2 separate regions of the Bombyx mori genome follow, and region 2 is linked to region 1. Evidence: chromatin contacts called from public Hi-C data. All regions are on one chromosome and are shown on one strand. Each heading gives the region's core, a stretch centred on a gene start, on an enhancer-like site or on the middle of the called end of the contact. The rest is flanking DNA. Distances are from core to core; before and after follow the strand shown. Region 1 overlaps LOC101745417 (plastin-2). Region 2 overlaps LOC101744693 (IQ motif and SEC7 domain-containing protein 1).

What was found. A called contact is a pair of places that touch in the nucleus more often than the background predicts.
Region 2: a Hi-C map of posterior silk gland shows a contact between it and region 1, with 3 times the contacts expected there. The contact joins two enhancer-like sites. A contact is called at or near these places in 2 of 7 Hi-C or Micro-C datasets (middle silk gland and posterior silk gland).

What each region holds. Positions count from the first base shown.
Region 1 is chr27:5,793,012-5,797,378 of ASM3026992v2, forward strand. It overlaps LOC101745417 (plastin-2), which reads right to left. Exons shown (of 15, transcript XM_004923454.5): 15 at 1,448-1,875. The coding sequence ends at 1,707. The region is part of intron 1 of LOC134201541 (a long non-coding RNA gene); the gene reads left to right. Among protein-coding and RNA genes, the nearest start is that of LOC134201542, 31 kb to the right of the region's middle. Within about 2 kb of position 1,865, at least 3 of the 8 cell types and tissues checked have open chromatin away from gene starts, as enhancers often do.
Region 2 is chr27:6,173,974-6,178,610 of ASM3026992v2, forward strand. It overlaps LOC101744693 (IQ motif and SEC7 domain-containing protein 1), which reads right to left. Exons shown (of 23, transcript XM_021346151.3): 19 at 3,981-4,184; 20 at 2,683-2,761; 21 at 2,108-2,238; 22 at 1,192-1,332. Among protein-coding and RNA genes, the nearest start is that of Mir3410, 5.1 kb to the left of the region's middle. Within about 2 kb of position 2,213, at least 1 of the 8 cell types and tissues checked has open chromatin away from gene starts, as enhancers often do.

The DNA of each region.
Region 1 (4,367 bases), core at 615-3,114:
GTCGAATACTGCAGAGTTCCTAGCCTAAATGGAACTTAACCCATGCATCAGCCCGCTATGTTTCTCGCCCGGATCTTCTCAGCGGGTCGCAATTCTGATCCGTTAGTAGATTCATTTGTTAAGCAGCTGCTCTTGAGTTGTTGGTCTTCTTCCGAGGCGCTCGGGCGGCTGTTCTCAAGTCCCACCCCTATTGGCTGAGCCTTTGCTCGCCCATCTGTCCTGGTGAAACTGGAAAGGCCTCGGGGCCACCAGTAATGATAATAATAATATAACTCTTTACTTAATACCACATGTACACAGTAAGCATATAAAACAAATAATAGACGGTGACATAAATTGGCGGCCTTATCGCTGAAAGCGATCTCTTCCAGGCAACCTTGCAGCGAGAGGAATAAGCAAACTGGACGGTGCTTTATCTTAATAAACTTACATAAAAATATATACTTATACACATGTGAAAAATAAACACAATATAAGATAGACTTACATACGATTAAATACAAATAAATACTAAAAATATGTAAGTTAATACAAAATAAGTAGCAACTTAGTGCATAAAATAAGTAGCAACAAGTAGTAAGGGCTCAATAATAAATAAAAAACCTCGTTTGGATAACGCAATATGTTTGCACCGATTTTCCGAAAAACAATACCAATGAATACCTCTATAATCAAAATAAAGTTTACTTAGAAAACGGGATATACCTTAGGTTACTTAAAAAATTGTAACATTGTTTTTTATTGTAAGAGCATAACATAACAGTCTGAGGTATCTTTAATGACTAGAGGTCTCGCAGTAGTCGAAATTCGACTATAATTAATTGGAATTGTAAGTCTGTACACTATTGTGATTGTATTTTATACTTCTTTAATCATAAATTTCGCCAAGGCTACTCTATAAAAAATATTAATAAAGACAAACAATATTTAATCTATTCTCAATTTGACAACAGACGTCAAGAACAAAACTTTGACAATAAATAGTATGCCTGCGTGTGTGCGTCAAATACATGGTATGTAGTGTGTGTAATGTTTTTTTATTGATTTAATATATTTTTTACGCACTATTTTAAAAAAAATATTATCATTGTGTACTTCTTCTCTATATGCTCTATAAGTGTGGGAAATTTCATACTTCTCCGTCCGCGCAATTTTCGTAAAAAGGGATACAAAGTTTTTGCTTCACGTATTAATATATAGATATGTAAATTGTACGGATAATTTGTTGGATGTATTGAGAGTACAGATGAGGTACCACCGATCAACTTCTCTGCCGCGAAATAAACATGCGTTCCGTTTTGAAAGATAGGGCAGGCAGCCACTGTACATTAACGAGATATCGTCCTTATGTCATATCAAAAGACCACTTAACATCAGGTGGGCTATGAGCTCGTCCACCCGTCTAAGCAGTAAATAAAAAAGGCGTATTTAAAAAAACTACATTAAATAAATTATTAATATTTTATTAATATTTATTATTTAATAAATAAAAAATTGGATCTTAAATATATCATTATAAAATTTTACAAAAATAAAATTAAAAAAATATGAAATGAATACTGCACCTAAAAACGAAATATTTTCAGCCCCGTTAGTCATTAAAAACAGCAGTCTGCAGACCTTTCTAAACATAAATAAAAGAAATGAAATACGGAATGTTTGACCTTTCATTTGCAGCCACCTTATTAACCTAGTCGCCGTTGTGTCTAATTAATCGACTCCTCAGAATTAGATCTAGGCAGTGGCGATAAATTATCAGGCTTTGGAGGCGGCTCTGGTTTCTCAGCAGTCGGCATACCCCAGCCCGAATCCTCCACCAGTTGGTACATCTCTGTAGTCTCTACTGTTTCGGTAATTACAGCATCATCACTGGATCTAAAATCACACAAGATTCGGTTTAAGTATCCAGGTCCCCCAGATTGTGCTGGTATGATGCTGTGCAACTGGCGGGAGACGATGTAACGAAAGATGAGCAGATTTCGATTCCAAATCAATTTCATCCGCTTCCGAATAATGCATTTAAGTAGAATTAATATAATCTTTACCAACTTGATATATTGGTTAGTAAATATATGCTGTTAAACTTACAATAATCATTAAATCGAATTGATTTGTCTAGGTAATAAAGGTAATAAAATATTTGCATATAGAAAAAAATTCATTTCCAATTCCATATTATTTTTAATAGTTAGCTCCATTTTTAAAATTGTAATTTTTTTTTTAATCTGCTCTATTCTATATATCTATTATCAGTCGCTTAGACGTGGAGAATTTACAGTCGCTAAATAGTTTTAGTGCGAAAAGGAGAAATGAAAAGATGCGAAATACGAAATCGGTTTTTATTTTATTTGTTTACATTTTCGTCTAAACATTCCAGACAAGTAGCAAGTATCACTAGATCCAGCGTTGTTAGTTAATTTCAGTTTATAAACAAAATTATTCTTAGCATAATGATCATCATAGATAAAAAAAAAACTAAAATTCTAAAATCGTTTTAAAAATCCTTAAATAATAAAACTAACAAAATAAAAAATTTACATTTAAAAAAAAATAATAGCAAATAATATAATCGTTGTTTCCCCTGAGGAATGTAAAATCTAATAAAAAATATGAAATACATTCTGCAATACAATTAATATGTAGGCAATTTTTAATTAAATGGAGTTTAATGTTTTTTTTTTTTTTTTCATAATTATAAAATACAAATGCCAATAAAGGAATGCAGAGTAAACAAGGAATGTAAATAAAGTTATGAAAAAGAAAAGAGGCACGACGCAATTGTCTACAAATCTTTTGTTCGTAGTCAATTTGTAGACAATTGACATTGTAAGTATATGACATTAAAATACGTAACTACAAAAATGTATATAAAACGTACAGACACGTACGATTACGCAGTTCCGTTGTACATAACAATACAAACACCCATGTAATATCACATAATCAATTCCACACACACACATGATTGCCAACTCCCAATGTTTTTATAAGCAATATTCATAAATAAAATACGTATTACACTTTCGAATAATTAATTATAAAATGAAAGTTGATCTAAAATACACAAAAACTGCATTATATTGAGTTTATGTCTTTTTGTCATTTTAATAAAATGGTGCATTTTTTTACTTAGCACATTTCCGTTGGCACGGGCAGCACGAGTGTCCTTACAAATCCAATTAAAAAAAATGAGAAAAAAATACATTATATCGTAAAAAAAGATTCGTTGTAAAAAATGTATAAAAGTTGACAAGTAATTAATACTAATTTATTTTATAAGCACTAAAATTCCTTCATTTTTAATATTTAAAAGTATTTTTTTAAAGTACCGTGAATGCAATAGCTATTCGCTTTTTAACGAGTTATATTTAGTTTATTTTAGGCCGCGATCATTCATTACGGAATTACAAAAATTAGAAAAACGCTTGTATATTAAGTATTTTCAGGCAGTTTTATAAAACGCTGAAGTTTTAAAATGATAACTTATAAAAGAGAGAAATTATACAATATATTGTTCGTAAAACTACATTTAGTTACAAACATGGCTGCTTATTGTTTAACTTTATTTATATAGTTGAAAGGCCAAGTAAAAAAACAAAAAAACTGAAAGTTAATATATCAATTAAACATATTATATTATATAAACTTTAATAAGTTATGTTTCGATGCCTCCAATGAACACTACGCTAACTCCAAATTCGTAGATTTACAGGAGGAGCGTTTAAACGAAAAAAGTTGATAAAATCTTTATTATTGCAGATATATTTATGGTTTTTTTGTGTAGCTAGCTGATTTACCCTTGCTTTGAACCCCATTAATAATGATTAATTGTAATACTTTTAACATAGTGAAGCGATTTGCGTGGAAAACCAAAATTTCAAAATTTTGAGTTAGAGTAGTGTTCATTGGAGGTATCGGTTTGTAAATATGAATAGAATACGCAGCATGTTATTCTTAAAACCAACAGTTTCTCAACTGATTTTTTTACTAAATACTTTTAAATATTGCATGTTTATATTTTCATATATAATAATATTACATATATATAATGTTCCCACCTATTACACAAACACGAAAGTATGAGACACAATAAGCAGTAAATTAAACATTCACCAATCCCAATAATTGATTATATGAAAACAATTCGTTACTTCATTGAAGATAAATCGAACAAATATAAATCAATTCAGTTCACATTTCAATTTCTTTTTTGATTGTACATATTTTGAAATGGCATAGATCTTTGAAATATTGTTTCCGTTTTAAATTATTGTGAATATTGTATGCATTTCATTTGTAAATAAATCTGTTAGTCTTTACGAAATGCGAACGAATTATTTCCATATTATTCACCACAGCACAGAATA
Region 2 (4,637 bases), core at 963-3,462, 380 kb after region 1:
ATACGATTAAATACAAATAAATAATAAAAATATACAAGATAAAATACAAAAGAAGTAGGAACTTATACAGTTATATATATTACTTATACAGTTTATACTACTTATACTTATACAGTTATACATAATGTAAACTGAAAAAATATTCATTTACTGTGCTAATAAGAAATTTAGAGGCATCGAGTCTTATATATGTCGCAGAATGGGCAGATATCTTCATAATTTTTGTGACATTGTGAGCGGACGGTGGTTAATCGTACAAAGAGCTTGCGTAACACGAAACAATGACAGTTCCGAGAAGTCTCCACTCTTCCTAAGTCAGGCACATAGATAATGCACATAAATTAGTTATAGATAAGCAACTCGAGCACTCAACAAAAATGTTTACGGGCGTCGGCCAATAGATGGCTTCGCTTCGATTAGTTTCTCATTGCTCCTGTAGATGGCAGTAACATATTACCTATCCTATATTTTATTTTGTAATGAAGGATTTTGTAAAATTCAGAAACCAAAAATTTATAAAATTTAATCAATTTGTCTATAGCAAATGAAGACCTGTATGATTTTTTTTTTATTTGCTGTGTTTAGTTATATAATAATTAAATGCCTTATTTTTAACAACATATAAGTTTAGGGGCATCCGCTACAAGACGTCGCTAGTTTCTATACAAAAAAATATTTGTCTTAAAGTATCGCAGTTTTAAGGACCTGGTCAGGCAAACAATGCGTCTCGATTCCACTCGAGCAATGACATCTCGACTCTGCCGAAGCACGCCACTCGAAGTGAGCCGACGTTCGTCTAGTAGTTGCGGCTACCACCCACTAGATGGCGCGCTTTCGTTTCGTTTGCCGTATCCGGATGCGACATAATATAGATGATATCAATATTTTAATTACGATTTCATCTTGCGCGTTCTTAAGACCAAACGACTTCAGTATTCATCATTGATGACGACACCTTATGGAAGGAATGGAAGGATTTGAAGGTATTATAGCACCAAGCACATACGTCAGGTGACGCGCGATAACTTTCAACAAAATGACGCAAACCAAACTGATAGATATCCAAATCGTAAAACTGTAAGCTAAATCTAATTACTTCATCGACCGTCTCTGCGATAATCGTAACTCATGGACATTGGCAATACCAAAGACATTAAATTTAAAATAACGCTTCTAAGAATTATTCCTTACCCGGCGACCGTTGTTCCGTGGGATGTCTCGGTGAAGTGGCGTGTAATGCGTTCCTGCTTCCCTGCTGGAAGGAGACGGACATGCCGCTGTCCAGGGACCCCACCGACCCGCGCCGCTGGAGTCGCTCCGCTGCAAGAGCCACTGCAATTAAGCAAACTAATACATTGGAATATGGGGCGGTTTTTTGATTCTATTTACTATGCAAACTTACCTACCATTCCAGTAAATTGGCTTTTTTTTAAATTGCCCTTGTAGGCAGATGAACATACGGCTTACCTGATGGTGAGTGGTTACCGTCACTCATGGCCGTCAGCAAAGCCGAGGGCAGAAAAAAGCCGCTATCTACCGTTCACGTAAAAGAAACGTACTGTCTCTGTTATTAACAAAGTTTCCTCTGAGAAGACTTTATAGAACTAAATACTAATATGAATTTACTGATAATTTGAGTGCACTTATTATGTGTGTTGGTGGATGACGAAAAATAGACTAAGGAAATCACCGGTGCATGGACATGTTTTTTAAATTGCTTATATGATTGGACGAGCTCACAGCCCACCTGGTGTTAGGTGGTTTCTGGAGCGCATAAACATCTACAACGTAAATACGCCACCCACCTTGAGATATGAGTTCTAAGGTCTCAGTATAGTTACAACGGCTGCCCCACCCTTCATTAGAAAAATTGATACCCGCCAGCGGGATTCGAAGGCCGGTGCATCGCTAGATCGCTAGAATGCACCGGACGTCTTATCCTTTAGGCCACGACGACTTCAAAATTTCGACTTCGACTTCGATTCGATTCGATTTCGACTTCATATTTCAATTTGAGGCGGCATTCCCGTTCTGATGTCTCAAATAACAGTCTGATTGTTCTGATATGAGGTGGAAGTTCAAAGGACATATGGGTCTATATACTTACCCGGGTCATTGATATCGACTAGAGAGTTGCTGAGCACGTTCCGTTTGATGATGCTGGTGGGCGGTGGGTTCGAGGAGAGCCTGGAGGGGGCTGCTGGTGCTGGACACGAGGGCGGAGGAGGAACCACCACGCTGGAAACAACCAAAGACAATGCACATCACTTCCTAGTATGTATACTAGATGGCGCTGATCATGATATTATACTTTTACATACAATGCCCGGTAGCTATCAGAGCGAGTAAATTATGAATTAATCTGGCATATTTTGAATTAATTTTGAATTATTTGAATTATTGCAAAAAATCTAAAATGTATCCAGCTTTAAAACTCCTTCTTCTATAAGATTCTAAACACAACTTGTGCTATGCAAATTAGGAAAAAAACTTACAACCATAACCCAGATGTTACTTATAATAAGAACGGAATTGACATAATATATTGAAACTAGAGACGCTCGGGCAGCTGTTAGCAAATCACACCCCTCCTGGCTGAGCCTTTGCTCGCCTTCCTGTCCTGGTGTAACTGGAAAGGTCTCCAGTAATCCTTCAGTCCTAAGAAAACAAAAAAAAACATACCCGTGCATGTGGACGTGGTCGACGCACTGCTGGTGATCGATTTCAACATCAGCCACGCCGCTGTCTCGGTTTTCCATCACTGTTACGAACATATAAACAAACAAACTGTTAGTATAACGCGCTTTTTGGCGGGAATGCGAGCAGCGTAGTTGTGTGAATTGTTTTATTTTATTGAAGTAAAACTTCTTTAAGCACGCTTGACTTGGGGAGTAAGCTGGTGAATGCGTATCGAGAGCGTTACGAAAAGTGTGATCGGGCGACGCGAACAGAAGTTGAGACGGAGATATAAGTTAGTGAAGAAAAAGAGTGAGAGAGTTACGTTTCGTATTATCTGAGACATAGTTGACCTATTGACTATATTACACTATAAGTGCTATCAAAAATCTTAATTTATCAATGAAAACCCATAATAAATTTAAGTATTAGTAGAAAAATAATATAATTATGTAGTATGCAATATATTATACACATAGATATACATCTAGATGGAGCTAAATAAATTTTTACTTCAATCCTAAACACACACTCTTTTTATAATTTAGAGTTGCTTTACCACCACCCTGCCTATTTCTGCTGTGAAACAGTAGTGCGTTTCGGTTTGAAGGCTCTGACAACCGTTGTATTGTAAAAACTGAGATTTAGAACTCATGTCTCAAAGTGGGTGGTGACTAAATTTACATTGTTGATGTTTATGGGCTCTAAGTTACCATTGGCAATATAACTTGACGTTTACGTCTCAGTTGTTTAGTGACTACATATGCTACAATTTTCGCGGGTTTCATTTTGATTACAAAATGCTATTCTTTCATCGTTGAAGTAATTCGTGAAGATTTCCTTAGAATAAGTAGTATATTGGTACTCTTCAATTGGAGCTCGGCCACCGATCTAAGCAATAAGAAAAAAAACCTGCCTGCGGGATTCGAGCATCGGCCCAGTCACATCCCTCGATACTAGTACACCGGGCGTCTTAACCTTTAGGCCACGACGACTTCAAGTGTGTATCATCATTCTCCTGTCCTTCTTCCAGTCACCTGGGGTCGGCGCAACATGTTTTTTCTTACCATACTCCTCTATCATATACCATTTCTTCTCAAGTATAGTTACAGCGGCTGCCCCACCCTTCAAGCCGAAACGCATTACTGCTTCACGGCAGAAATAGGCAGGGCGGTGGTACCTACCCGCGCGGACTCACAAGAGGTCCTACCACCAGTGAATAGGCAGGGCGGTGGTACCTAGAAGTACCTATTACCTAGAGTATGTATGTAAGCTCAATAAATGTCTCAGAACAGCTCTCTTACCGTTCCTGGCGTTGTTCCCGGTGTTCCTTCCCTTCCCCCTGTTGAGTTCGCCCTCGATCCTCATGGCCTCCATCTCGTCCATCTCGGCGATACTCTCGCGAAGGTCCTCCGCGAACTTGCAGCGGTCGTGCTCGTTGCGAGCGTTAAACGTAGACAAGCGACGGTTGTCGACTCGACGAGACAAACGTATGCCGAACGGGTAATCTGAAAGTTGATAAACGTTAGACAAATCGATATATAAATAAATAAAATGGTTATTTGTTTATTGCGATCACAATGTGAATGAGCACCCCCCCCCTCCCCCTTGAGGCACGAGGTCCATGTCCCAAATGTATATGACGGAGAAAAGCTGACGTCATTCTCTTTATCATTATCATTGCCTTCCATAGCGACAGTCATTAAGACTCACTTTTCCAATGAATTCCAGTTATTGCATCTAGCGTGTATAACGATACAAACAGAGAGCTCCGCCTCAGTCGGCTGCTCGAGTCGTAATATTTTGTGCGACAATAGTCACTCGTATTAATAGTAGAAAGTGGGGGTAGCTTAGTCATTAATTCGTTTGACCGTCTTAGACAGCTGTTGACATGCGTAACATTAATGACTCGTATAAAACTCTTCAACAAGATGAACGGAAACCATAATTGGTGTTTGACT